Regions from separate parts of the Mus musculus genome. Here all the other regions are linked to region 1. Evidence: chromatin contacts called from public Hi-C and HiChIP or PLAC-seq data. All regions are on one chromosome and are shown on one strand. The core of a region is the stretch at or near the end of the contact, and the rest is flanking DNA. Distances in the headings are between cores, read along the strand shown.

The links. A called contact is a pair of places that touch in the nucleus more often than the background predicts. HiChIP or PLAC-seq counts read pairs in DNA pulled down with a chosen protein or histone mark.
Region 2: a Hi-C map of embryonic stem cells shows a contact between it and region 1, with 2.8 times the contacts expected there. The contact joins the enhancer-like site here to the promoter of Dppa2 in region 1. A contact is called at or near these places in 1 of 39 promoter capture datasets (embryonic stem cells), 1 of 484 Hi-C or Micro-C datasets (embryonic stem cells), 2 of 115 datasets of contacts at active chromatin or transcription factors (both in embryonic stem cells) and 2 of 9 other capture datasets (embryonic stem cells and liver).
Region 3: a contact with region 1 is called in an H3K27ac HiChIP or PLAC-seq map of embryonic stem cells, with 20 read pairs. The contact joins the enhancer-like site here to the promoter of Dppa2 in region 1. A contact is called at or near these places in 6 of 39 promoter capture datasets (cranial neural crest, embryonic stem cells and hippocampal neurons), 5 of 484 Hi-C or Micro-C datasets (all in embryonic stem cells), 11 of 115 datasets of contacts at active chromatin or transcription factors (all in embryonic stem cells) and 1 of 9 other capture datasets (pancreatic islet).

The regions. Positions count from the first base shown.
Region 1 is chr16:48,307,782-48,312,062 of GRCm38.p6, forward strand. Dppa2 (developmental pluripotency associated 2) reads left to right here and starts at 2,493. Exons shown (of 7, transcript NM_028615.1): 1 at 2,493-2,758; 2 at 3,794-3,929. The coding sequence starts at 2,726.
Region 2 is chr16:48,627,424-48,631,704 of GRCm38.p6, forward strand. It overlaps Morc1 (microrchidia 1), which reads left to right. Exons shown (of 27, transcript NM_010816.1): 27 at 3,282-3,482. The coding sequence ends at 3,389. Among named protein-coding and RNA genes, the nearest start is that of Gm41458, 16 kb to the left of the region's middle. Within about 2 kb of position 2,393, at least 9 of the 459 cell types and tissues checked have an H3K27ac peak or open chromatin away from gene starts, as enhancers often do. A contact at or near this core is called in embryonic stem cells, where this site is marked.
Region 3 is chr16:48,604,121-48,608,401 of GRCm38.p6, forward strand. The region is part of intron 20 of Morc1 (microrchidia 1); the gene reads left to right. The region is part of intron 1 of Gm41458 (a long non-coding RNA gene); the gene reads right to left. Among named protein-coding and RNA genes, the nearest start is that of Gm41458, 7.6 kb to the right of the region's middle. Within about 2 kb of position 2,406, at least 16 of the 459 cell types and tissues checked have an H3K27ac peak or open chromatin away from gene starts, as enhancers often do. A contact at or near this core is called in embryonic stem cells, where this site is marked.

The DNA.
Region 1 (4,281 bases), core at 1,243-3,742:
GAGCCACCATGTGGTTGCTGGGAATTGAACTCAGGACCTCTGGAAGAGCAGTCAGTGCTCTTAACTGCTGAGCCACCTCTCCATCCCGGTTTTTGGTTTTTCGAGACAGGGTTTCACTGTAGCCCTGACTGTCCTGGAACTCACTTTGTAGACCAGGCTGGCCTCAAACTCAGAAATCTGCCTACCTCTGCCTCCCAAGTGCTGGGATTAAAGGCATGCGCCACCACTGTCTGACTTTGTTTGTTTTTGAGACAAGGTCTCAGCTGTAGCCAACAGGATAACCCTGACTGGGCTACATAACTTGGTGGGGTGGCCCAGAAAAGTGTCAAACTCAGGGTTCTGCTGGCCTCTGCCTCCTGCCTGAATGCTAAAGCGAAGGACAGGTGACATCATGCCTCACTGGTTTATTATTATTTTTTAAACAAGAAGACAAAGAAAATTTGAGTGTTTGTCTTTATTTCCACTGCCCAGTCACATTAACCCAGGCATTTCGTATGTTCCCTGGTTGTCTGTCCTGCCCTGTGTGTGCTGATGTAGTGCCCTAGAAGGGGATCATACAGCTTTAATGTTATACACCTGGCTAAACTATTTATTTTGTGTGTCTCAGACAGGTCTCACTGTGTATTCTCGGCTGATCTGGAACTCTACGGATAGACCAGGCTACAGTCTACTTTGGTTTTGCAAGCACCGAGCTTAAACGTGTGTACCACCACACCCAACCTTAGAGAAAAGTCGTTTGTCTTTTTTTTTTAATTTATTTATTTATGCATATGAGTACACTGTAGCTGTACTGATGGTTGTGAGCCATCATATGGTTTGCTGGGAATGAAGGTTGCTCGATGCTCTGGTCTGCACCGCTCGCTAAAGATTTACTTATTGTATCTGAGTACACTGTAGCTGTCACCAAAGAGGGCATCAAATCTCATTGTGGTTGCTGGGATTTGAACTCAGGACCTTCTGAAGAGCAGTCAGTGCTTTTAACCGCTGAGCCATCTCTCCAGCCCCATTGTTTGTCTTTTTTTTTTTTTTTTTTGGTTTGTTTGTTTGTTTGTTTTCGAGACAGGGTTTCTCTGTGTAGCCCTGGCTGTCCTGGAGCTCACTTTGTAGATCAGGCTGACCTCGAACTCAGAAATCCGCCTGCCTCTGCCTCCGGAGTGCTGGGATTAAAGGTGTGCGCCACCATACCCGGCTTGTTTGTCTTTTAAATTCCAATTTAAACTTAATTTTACATATAGATGTTTTCCTGTGTGTATGCACAAATGGACCATCAGAAAGTCTCACTCAGAAAGAACTCTAGCATGTGAAAGGGGTGGTGATCTCTGTACTTGGGAGGTTGAGGCAAAAGCATGGTCAACAGTTCAAGGACAGCTGGGCGTGGTGGCGCACGCCTTTAGTCCCAGCACTCCGGAGTCAGAAGCAGGCGGATTTCTGAGTTCAAGGCCAGCCTGGTCTACAGAGTGAGTTCCAAGACAGCCAGGACTACAAAGAGAAACCCTGTCTCGAAAAAACAAAACAAACAAAAAATTCAAGGACAACCTGGGCTTTGTCTCAAATACCACAAACCTTAGGCAACTAGGTTCCCTTTCTTAATCATCCAAAGCAGGAATATAGACCCATGTGGGAATGAGGAGTCCTTACTTGTCCATAACTCCCTGGACATTATTCAATTTCTCTCCCACAAAGGCGGAGCAAGGGTTATTTGCTATTATTGGCCTACTTCTAGAACCAGTGTTACTAGACTGTCAAGAAACACCTGAGGGAATCATGGAAATACAGATTCCTGGGACACACCCTCAAAGAAGTGATTCAGGAGATAGGTACAGCTTGGTAATTTAGATTTCCAGACAATTCCTCAATAAATTAAAGATTACTTTTTCTTTTTTCTTTTTCTTTTCTTTCTTTGGTTTTTCAAGACAGGATTTCTCTGTATAGCCTTGGCTGTCCTGAAACTCACCCTGTTGACGACCAGGCTGGCCTCGAACTCAGAAATCCACCTGCCTCTGCCTCCCAAATGCTGGGATTAAAGGCGTGTGCTACTGTTTCCCCGGCCTGGCAAGATTACTTTTTTTTTTTTTTTTTTAGGCTGTCCTTTCTTTCTTTCTTTCTTTCTTTCTTTCTTTCTTTCTTTCTATTATTTTATTTACTTATTTATTTGTTTTTTTAGACACTCTGTAACACAGAAGGAGTGGAAAGGTTTGTTTTTCATTATTTCTAGGTCTCTTGTCTCTCTTGTCATGTCTTGCCCTGGATTTAAAACGTCCAATTTGAAGGTTTAAGCTTCCATCTTTCCTGGCTCAGCCTCCCCGGCACTGGGATCACTAGCATGCGCCACCCTGAGGGAGGGTCCTCCTGTGTCTTCCAGTCAGAACTCTAGGTCATGACCCTCCTGCTGCTATTTCTGCATCCGGAGCACTGAGGTTATAAACATTTACCAGGAGGACAAAGCTCGAGACTAATTTTATTTATTTATTTATTTATTTATTTATTTTTTAAAGGAGAAGGTGTGGCTGGCTTTTGATTTACTTAAGAACTCAGCTTTTTGCTATCAATTATCTACTGAGACCCAGAGAACTGATAAAATCACGTCAAAGAGAAGAGGGTGGAGAGAGGAGGAGGGGGAAGAGCTTAATTGGGCCACAGGAAGACAGGAAGCAGTCATTTACTTATAAAAGAAGTCGGCATTCATTCAGCGGCTGCCTTTGTCTTCTTCCAAGCCTGCCTGAAAATGTCATACTTCGGCCTGGAGACTTTCAACGAGGTAAGAGAATTGATTCTCTAAGAGAATTGGTTTTCTCTTGGGAGTTCTTTTTCACTCTAGGGCTCCTGTCTGGCTTCCGAGGAACTGCGTGGGTTTAAGGCCTCAATCTTGGAACCCTCTCTGCTTGATACTCCACTCCCCCCCCCCCACCCCCACCCCCACACACACGTTTGACACTATGTATTTCCTGGGAGTAAAATGAAACTGTTTCCTTGCTAAAGGAGTAAATCGTCTCAGACTAGGAAGGCTGAAGCTAGGATTAAAATCTACCGAGAAGGTGAGCTGAAATTAAGTGGAAATTTTTGATAATTTACATTTAAAAAACAAAGTAGCCATTTTTCCCCCTAAGGAGAAGTAACCAGTTCCCAATACCTCTAATGCCTAGTTGGTGGGTTTCCCCATCTCGGATTGTGTGATTCTGGGCCAGGTAAGGACCACTAGCCTGTCAATATTGCTTTTAGGCCTCACCATGTTCGTTTCGTTTGGTTTTTGTTCTTGTTTTTTTGTTTTGTTTGTTTTGGCTTTTGTTGTTACCGTTGTTTGTTTTGTGGTTGTTATTTGGTTTTTCGAGACTGGGTTTCACTGGCTCTCCTGGAACTTGTTCCATAGATTAAGCTGGCCTAGATCTGCCTGCCTCTGCCTCCTAAGTGCTGGGATTGAAGGCCTTTGTCATTAGTCCCCACCCCTAACCCCCAGCTCAGTGTTTTTTATGGTAACAGAAGTGGATTTGTGTCTGGGGAACTTTGATAAGGCGCTATACAAATGGAAAAAGAAATCCTTATTTCTAGTTTGGAAGTATTGGTGTTGAGATTTCCATAGGAGAAGGAAGGGGAGGGGACCAAATCTTCAGGAACTTCCTCCAGGAGGTGTCACTCTCTAGTTGATGCCTTGCTTTTCTGAGCGTTTAGAAAGCCCTTCCACAGTGGTTTGGTAGTTCCCAGCCGCCTGCTTCCTGAGGTTATCTTCTTTATTTCAACACTAAGACTCTGATGGTAAATGAATTCAGCAGAAACCCCTCACTGCTTCTCTTTGCAGAACCAATCTGAGGAAAACTTGGATGAAGAAAGTGTGATTTTAACGCTGGTCCCCTTTAAGGAGGAGGAGGAGCCAAACACAGACTACGCTACGCAATCAAATGTTTCTTCTTCAACCTTAGACCACACACCACCAGGTATCTATCATCCAATGTCAGAATCCTGGCGAAAATAGTGTAGGTTTGAGATGGATTTCTCAGTAAGACTCTGGAAAGCCAAGATAAAGTATACAGTTTTGATACAAGGACCACTCCCTCCGCCCACCAACACACCTCCAGTTTTACCTCCCTGCAGCTGGTTAAAGGTGCACACCACCATATCAGGCAGGCTTCTTAAACCTCACTGAGATTTTCAAATTCCACTCATCTCAGTTGTTAAGCCCTGTGAACTGCTTTATTTAAGGTGGGAATTGGGCAAGGTACCTGGGAAGCTGTCACCCCACAGCTAGGCAGAAGTTCAAAAACACTGATCCACAGTAGTATGACTTTT
Region 2 (4,281 bases), core at 1,143-3,642, 320 kb after region 1:
ATGTTTCTGAGAAAGAACAGCGGTGTGTCACTGCAGGCTTCTTCAGCCCAGCAGGAAAGGGGTTTGGGGTGGGGACAGGATGTGTGGCTTCCAATCTACTTTCTTTGGTAAAAACTCATGGCTCTAAGCAAGAAGTCTAGGGACCTGGAAGTGTGTTAGGTAGTTACAAGCAGTACTCTTAGTAGAGTGCTTGCCCATGCCTGTGAGGGGAGGGGTTGCTGTAGACACAGAGACCGAGCAGTCTGGTCTGTCTAACCATACACTGTTACAATAAATTAACTTTCAAGGCATACATTAGAATTTTTCTGCACCTCTTTCTCCAAGGAAACACTAGAATCTTGGCTTGTACCATGAGTTGATGAAAATACCTGGACAAAAGGAGCTTATGAGAGAAAAGAGTGTGTTTTGGTTTACAGTTCAAGGATGTGGTCTATCATGAAAGTCAGAGCTCAGGAGCTTGAAGCTGGCCACATTGCACCTGCAGTCAAGGATAGAAAGCAATGAATATATTCTACTACTTAGGCCCTTTATCCTCTTACATTGTCCAGACCCACAGTGCACACAGTTGGAGCGTCTGTCTACCTCATTTAACACAGTCAAGATAACCTTCCATAGGCATGCCCAGAGCCCTATTAACTAAGTAATTCTAGATCCAATCAATCAGTCTCTCAATAACATGTGTCCAATAGATAATAATTTCCAACTTTTTCAGGAAGTGAAATATTTTAATGCAATTTTATTTTATATAAAAATAAAAATAAAATTTTCTTAATCTCAGAGGGAGGAGTTAAAGCAAAACAAAAGCCAGGGAAACATCATAAATCTAAATTATTGTCACTTTTGCTTGAATGCTTCCATGATGAATTAAGTAATGGGTACTGGTCCATCTTCTTTTATTGGTATACTTTCACTGTACATAGTGATGAGTTTTATAAATACATTTTCTTTCTAGTATATTGTTGGGAACAAAATAAAAAAGGGGTAACCTGGGGCCCTGGGGAATAACGGAAAGGAAAAGATGCCCACACCCCGCCAGAGTTTCCCTATTCTCTGGTCAGTCAGGTGTGGGAGGGCTACTATCTACCCTATCTACTCATCCCTAGGTGGGCATTCCTCTATCCGACTCTTCAGGGGGTAGTCAAGAGGCAGCCCTGCCTGGGGACCCCCCCCCCCCCAGCTACTTTGCTAAAGCTACCAGGGTTGTGGGAGAGAGGGAAGAGGAAAGAAGTTCCCAACACTGACCAGAGTACGCAGTGGAACTTGAAGGAGCAGAACAGAGACTCTATGGTTTTAGAGCTTTATTATAGAAATGCAGGGGAAAGAGAGAAGGTAGAAAGGAGGAAGAGAGAGAGAGAGAAAAGAAGAAAGAGAAAGGAAAGAGGAGAGAGAAGTGACATAAGAGAGAGGTGAGAGGACAAAGGAATAAGCGAGCGAGGTGGGGGCTGAGCACCCCTTTCTAAGGTCTTCACTGTTGCTAGGTAACTGGGGAGGAGTTTAGCCTGAAGGTCAGAAGCTTGGGCCATTGTTTACTTGACTACTGACCATGCTTCTCTTGTGGGGACTGTGGGAGATGGTACCTTAGGCAGGGGCTGGAGTTCCAGGAGCATGAGGGAACCCCTACCATGTCATGTAGGTGAATTATGACCATCGGGGTTCAGACCTCAGCTCGACTGGAGACCAGCCTGCAATTTCCCACAGTATATCATGCCCCTTTCCCATGTCCCTCTAGACCTATAAAGAGTGGCCCAGTTTCTAGATAGCACATAGGAATCTTGGTTATATCAAAAACTTAAATATAGTAGCCAAAGCTGTAAAGGCTTTCTGTGGATTCTAGAAATATATGGAGAAATCAGAGTCAAAACTGAGTTTAAGGAGCCTGTGGTATTTTAGATTTAAGTCATGAGCTAAGTCTTCCTGAGCGTCGCACACTGTGAGAAGGCAGGGACCGACCTTATGGAAAACTTGGAGAATTGGGGTGGCTTTATCCTTGAAGGGGCTGGAAAAGAGACAGGCAAATCTGCCATATATCACGACAGAGTTGAATCCAGCCTGCCTGGGTTTCTGTCTGTAAGGGTTCATGATTCGATGAAGAATGATACCCTGACTCAAATAGTATGTAAATGCAAGAGTGTTTTATTCAGCAGAAATCCAGCATGTTGGGGTCTCCCATTACCAAGACAGAGACACCCAAGTGAGCTTGCTGGCCTAAAATGTGATTTAAAGCACATTAGGGAATTCCAGGGCAGGTGACCTCTGTGTTAATCTGTTGCATTCATCTCTACGGATATTCCATTGTGTGTGTGTGTGTGTGTGTGTGTGTGTGTGTGTGTGAGGGTGTTGGGGGTAGGGAAGCTGGGAACGTACTGTGGAGGGAACCATTACTGAGGAAGTAGCTGAGGAAGTCTGGAAACTGCTTCAGGCCAGGTGGCTGGGACACTCCATTACCTGGTCATGACGTTGGAGCCTGGGCTTTTTTTTTTTTTTTTTTTTTTTTTCTATTAGTAATTGACTTGCCTGGGCTTGCCTGGACTTGCGAAGTGTTTAGGCCTCGTCTCCTTAACTGCCAATTTGAAGTCTGTCATGGAATCAGCTTAGCCTTCTCATGTCTTAAGTTGTGAACATGCTGAAGTGCGTGAGTTCATTTTCTCTAATATCCTCATCTTCAGCTTCACCAAGAATTCTTTCTCTATCGAGTAAAAACGAGACACACAAAAAGTACTTCACACAAGCTCAGGTGGCAGTCCCCACTCCTCCATTCACCCAGGAAGAGCTATGGAGAGGGTGGGGGACTTGAGCCATGAGGACCTTCGCCTCCGGTGGTAGGGGGCTTCTCCCCCACTATCCAGCCCAATCTCCTGTTCCCCAAGCCCAGATGGAAAGGGGTTTTAGCTGCCAGACGGAGAAATCCCTCTTCATTTTGGTGATCCGGTAAGTGATTAAGAGGCTACATTATTAAAGAGCAAAAAGATAATTTATGCTAAATGATTTCACACATAGTAATTGTATTTGGGCTTTGTCAGCACTACCACTTCAGCCAATTCTTGAAAGAGGAAAACTCTGACTTCCACTGAAGAAGAAAACAGTATTCAAATCCTTAACCACTTGTAAACGTAAAATAAGATGAAATGAGAGAAAACATTTGCAAAGGTAAGAGTATTAATCAGACGGGGTGTAGGGTTGCTGCTTCATGAATCACCACGGTGACTGCAGGAGGCTTCCAGAGTGACAGGAATAACAGCTGAGCCTCTCCTCCTGGAGTGACTGTGGCTTCTCTCTTCCAGGGTGGTCCAGCAGGAGACCCGCAGCAGATTGATGCTTACTTAGAAGATTTGCTTAAAGAAGATCGGCTCCCGACCGCTTTACATGAAAAGTCTCCAGAGTCAGCGTAAGCAAAAGATACAGAACCCTGAGAGGGTATCTCAGAAGTCAGAAAAGATGTTTTTTCTTAAAACCACTAATAAAGAAAACTGGAAAATCCTTTTAGAAAACATTTCCTTTTGATTGCTATTGTAAAATTTAGCCTGATTCTTATTTTTTTTTTTCTGTTATCGTTTGCTATACATCCATTCCCTTATTTCTTAATTCTTCCAATTCTATAGGAAGCAATTTCTAGAGTTTTCTACTTTCCCTCTGAGGTCTAGAGAAAAAGAAACTGCCACTTAAGCTTAAATTTTGCTTGATTTGGACCTTGATATGTTTTTTTATACTAATTTCATTATTTAGGTGGAGTGAAATAACCTTTGTAAGTATGACATGCATATGTTATACACATGTTAAGAATTGTATTTTTACGCTGGGCGTGGTGTTGCATGCCTTTAATCTCAGCACTCGGGAGGCAGAGGCAGAGGCAGAGGCAGGTGGATTTCTGAGTTTGAGGCCAGCCTGGTCTACAAAGTGAGATCCAGGACAGCCAGGGCTATACAGAGAAACCCTGTCTTGAAAAACAAAAACAAACAAACAAACAAACAAAATTGTATTTTTACATTTCTATGTATGTGAAAAATCATTTAACACTACCCTCACTGATTGCTTTTTTTTTTGATTAGAAATTTCTGCCACTTTAGAAAGCACAAGGAAACATTAAACATTCATTTGCAGAACTGTATTTTGATGTATAATGTGCCTCCTGTGACATTGGGAACATGTAGATGGTATATAGCGAGAAGCCTTCCCCTGAATTGTGTCTTAACCGACTTGTTAAGCCTTCCCACAAGGCATGCTCCTACCAGTTTTCTTACTAAAATTCTACATTGGTATGTTTTATCATTTACTGATAAATGT
Region 3 (4,281 bases), core at 1,156-3,655, 300 kb after region 1:
AGAGCAAGCGTGGAAGGTGGAGGGTGGGGGCTGATGAAGGCACTGTGTGCATAAGATGTGGTAGCTTGCCCTTCTGTGGTTTCAGTTGTACAGTGAGAGGTGGAGGAGAATAAAACAATTATTTGCTAAGGGATCATTGAGACAGAGAAGCCTACAGGAAAGAAGAAAGAATTCCGAGAGAGGGGGTTTTTGTGTTCCTTCCCGAAGAGACACTGTGTCTAGCCTTTAAACCCTGCATTTTGCACAAAGCCAGTCTGGTTGAGTCAGACTTTCTGAGTTGAGTTGCTGTTTTGTTGCCTCCACAGTGACCACTCTGGCCAGCATCATCTCTTCTAGAGCAACTACAGAAGCCTCATTAAGAATCTTAATATTCGTCGGGCAGTGGTGGCGCACGCCTTTAATCCCAGCACTTGGGAGGCAGAGGCAGGTGGATCTTTGAGTTTGAGACCAGCCTGGTCTACAGAGTGAGTTCCAGGACAGCCAGGGCTACACAGAGAAACCCTGTCTCGAAAACAAAACAAAACCAAACAAAACAAAACACCAACCAAACAAAAAATCTTAATATTCTTCTTGGCCTCCACCAGTCTTAAAACCATGAATGTCTCACTTGAAGTCTAAGTTGTCTTAAGCGCTTCTCCTACCCTGACTTTTCTAATAATTCCTCATTCTCAGACAAAACTCAATGTCCTTGCTGTGGCTCCAGTACTCCAGATGAACTGAGCCGGGCTGTGACAAGCATAACAGATATATGTGTGTAGGGAGTCTGTAGACGAGACAATAAGGCTCCTTTTGGCACACAGAAATCCCATTTTTACAGGTCCCTGAGTAATTCTGCATCTTTGGAGTTTTTAAAAAAATATTATTATTATTAGATATTTTCTTCATTTACATTTCGTATGCTATCTAGCCCCTTTCTAGTTTCCTCTCTGAAAATCCCCTATCACCTTTCCACATCTGCTCCCCAACATGTCTCCTCATTCCTTTCCTTGCCTTCCAACACTCTAGTAAGTACTAATTGAACAAAAATAGAAAAATGGAACATGATATCAGGTACCGAAAGTTCTGTAAAAGCAAAACAAAACAAAACAAAACAAAACAAAACAGGCAAGAAGAAAAGAGTGTAAACCCAAGCTTTCCTTTGTGGTTTCTAATTCCTGGACTTCATTTTGCACAGACCCTACCACTATTATCAAAGAGCACACATGTCTATTCAAGATTTTGTATGCTGTTAACTATTGACCTAGATATTGGGGATCTGGCAGAGGGAACGTTGTGATGGCAGCACTCACTCCTTGTTCTAAGCTAAGCATGGGCTTTGACATGCATAACAGATGTGTGTGTGTGTGTGTGTGTGTGTGTATAGGGAGTCTTTAGACGAGGCAATAAGGGAGTGGCTCCTTTTGGCAGACAGAAAACCCATTTTTACAGGTCCCTGAGAAATTGTGCAGGGGAGCTTCTGCCAGCATTCCTAGTCCAGCTGGAGCTGAGCCAAGACCGTCATTTTGGGGTTTTTCACTGCTTTGGGGGAACTGGGGTTCCAGTTGCACCTGATATGTAGGGGCAGGATCTGATGGGACATAAGATGGCTAAGTGAATACGTTGCATGGTAGGTGGTTCTACATGCTCAGGAGGAACCGAGGCAAGGGGAAGGGCTAGGCACATCTTTGTTGGTTGTGTATATTTGGATGGTAATTTTAGGTAAGGTGTTCAAGTAGCTCAGAGACGGCAGCAGTGAATGGAGGCAAGAAAAAAAGGATGGATCCAGGAGTAAAACCAAGTCACCAGACAGAGAGAGCCAAAGACCCCTGAGATCCAAGGGCGGCTGACATATTAACGGAGGTGGGGAGTGTGGGGGGTGTGTGAGGAGGTGGCTGCAAAGCAGAAACAGAAGAAAAGGGGCAGAGAACATAGACCAGCTAGGTCGGCTATGCAAGGTCTTATGTTCCTCTTGCTCATCTGTTAGGTTTTCTTTGCAGAATTGGTTGTCACCTGATATTGAGTATGTATTGTTTTGCTTATTAAAGATCTTTCGCATACATTAGAAAATAGGCTGCAAACCGCAGGACTTTGAACTTCACACCACATTAGGGCTTGATTGCACTACAAACTCACCTTTAATGGAAAACTGAACGTGTGAAGGGGAGGGGCCTGTAACAACACACTATCTATGAAGAGGAAAAAAACAGCCTGTTGAATTGACAGAAGGCTATTTACTTATCTGATAGCTTTCTTAAGTCCTTGACAATAATGTGCACCCAGCGGGGGCAAAGGCACCAAGGAAGAGAAGGAAAGAAACCTAATGATGCCATCCAGTTCCCAAGTTTCCTGGCAACATTTAAATCAGGTGTTGCACAGCTGGTTACCCGTGCTGCTCTCCAACATAGTCCGGGCTTATAGGTCTTCTGACAGAGAGACTTTACAAAGTGAGCAGGTGATCCTGTAACTGGCTCGCCTGCCCAGCAGGAATAAACACATTCTGAAGAGACTCTTTTCTTCCCCCTCTAGACCATCAGAAAGGATGAACTCCGGGAAATTTGAACTTCCCTAGGAATCTCCTGCTAAGAGGGGAAATGGTTAAAGCCTAGAAGAAATCTCCTGAGAGAACTCTCTGCTCTTGGAGAAAGATTTAAAATTCTTCAGAGAACCTTGAAGGAAAGACTCAGGGCTGACCCAGCAGGAGGCAGGGTACTGTACCTTGCTGGAGTGTTTAGTTAGTTCATGCTTCCTGTTTTAAAGCCTACCCTTAGTCAGGAACCCAGAGATGGGCTTGGGGTGTGACCAGATCTCTTTGTTCCCCTTCATAATGTGGCTGGCTAAAGGAGTAAATCTCCTTTTTATCCTTTGTTTTGTTTTACTTTTTACTTTTAATTTGGCCTTTTGTTCTTTTTTTTTTTTTTTTATTCTCCCTTTCTCCCAGCCTCCTCTGTTCTTGTTCATTTTTTGTTTTTTGTTTTTTGTTTTTTTTTTTTTGAGGCAAGCTCTCACTATGTAGCCTTAGACCAGGCTGGCCTTGAGTGCTTTCAGAATCTCTTCCCTGTGCCGTAAGTGGAATGCTGGTTTTAAAGGCATGCCCCAGCACCCTTAGCCTAATTTGGCCTTTTTTAGGTGGCTTACTGAAAAGGACAGGTGCTCTAACCTAGGAAGAAAAATACATTTTTGGGTGTCAACTGTCTACAGCAAGTGAACCCCAAGTGGAGAGGAAAGATGGCCATTCTGGCTGCTGCCTGAGTCTTTATTCTCCAGGGACACTTTCCTCTTTTTTTCTTTTCTTTTTTCTTTTCTTTTTTTTTTTTCTCTGTATAGCCCTGGCTGTCCTGGACCTCACTCTGTAGACCAGGCTGGCCTCGAACTCAGAAATCTGCCTGCCTCTGCCTCCTGAGTGCTGGGATTAAAGGCGTGCGCCACCACACCCGGCTGAGAGTTTTTTTAAAAGGCAGATTTGATGGACAAAATAGGCGGGATTACAGGGTCAGAACATAACCATAAGTTAGTCATAATGACATCCTGAAACAAAAACATGACTGCAAAGTGGCCAGAATAAAGTCGTTATAACAACCTTCTGAAGCAGTGGGGGTAGGGTCGCAAGATGATTTTGAAACAAGAACATGGCTGCCATTTCCTGGAACACACAGTGCAGAACTGTTTGTAGTTAAGGTTCTAAGTGGGATATAGCCCAATCTTTGAAAAACAGAGGTTTAATCATAAACAGAAATGAATCTAGTTTGTCTGTACTATGAGATGGCTTTCCAGCCTAAGATGGAGGCAGGCTAGTTCATCAATGAAATCATGACTGGCCATTTTTGCAATTGGAGGCTCCTCAGGGAAAGCACATTTCATGATAAATATTGACATGTGTCGGTGTTGAGATGTTCTAATTTTAGTTAGTTGCAGAGACACAATACATTATGTTGTATGTAATGTCTTACAGTTCAGTATCTTAATATCTAAATATGTTACAGGAGGTTCTCGGTTTCTTTTGAGGTGCTTAGTCTTAACGTGGGAATTTGGAAATAGGACTCAGAAAGAAACTTGAGGGCCACTTAGTTTGAGAGAAAGCAAAACAATTAGCCTTGGAAGTAGAGTTTGTAGAATGCTCCGGGGAGGAACAGAAGTCTTCAGAGTATGGACGAAAATGCCCAATGTCAGCACAGCCATCCTTGGGATTTTAGATCCACGGAAAAAACAGAATAAGGGAGATGTTAGGGTTTTGTTGCAGCTGCCGCTACTTGTTTTTGTGCTGTTTTCCTTGGGGCTCAAGAGAATAGTCCAAGCTTACCAGTA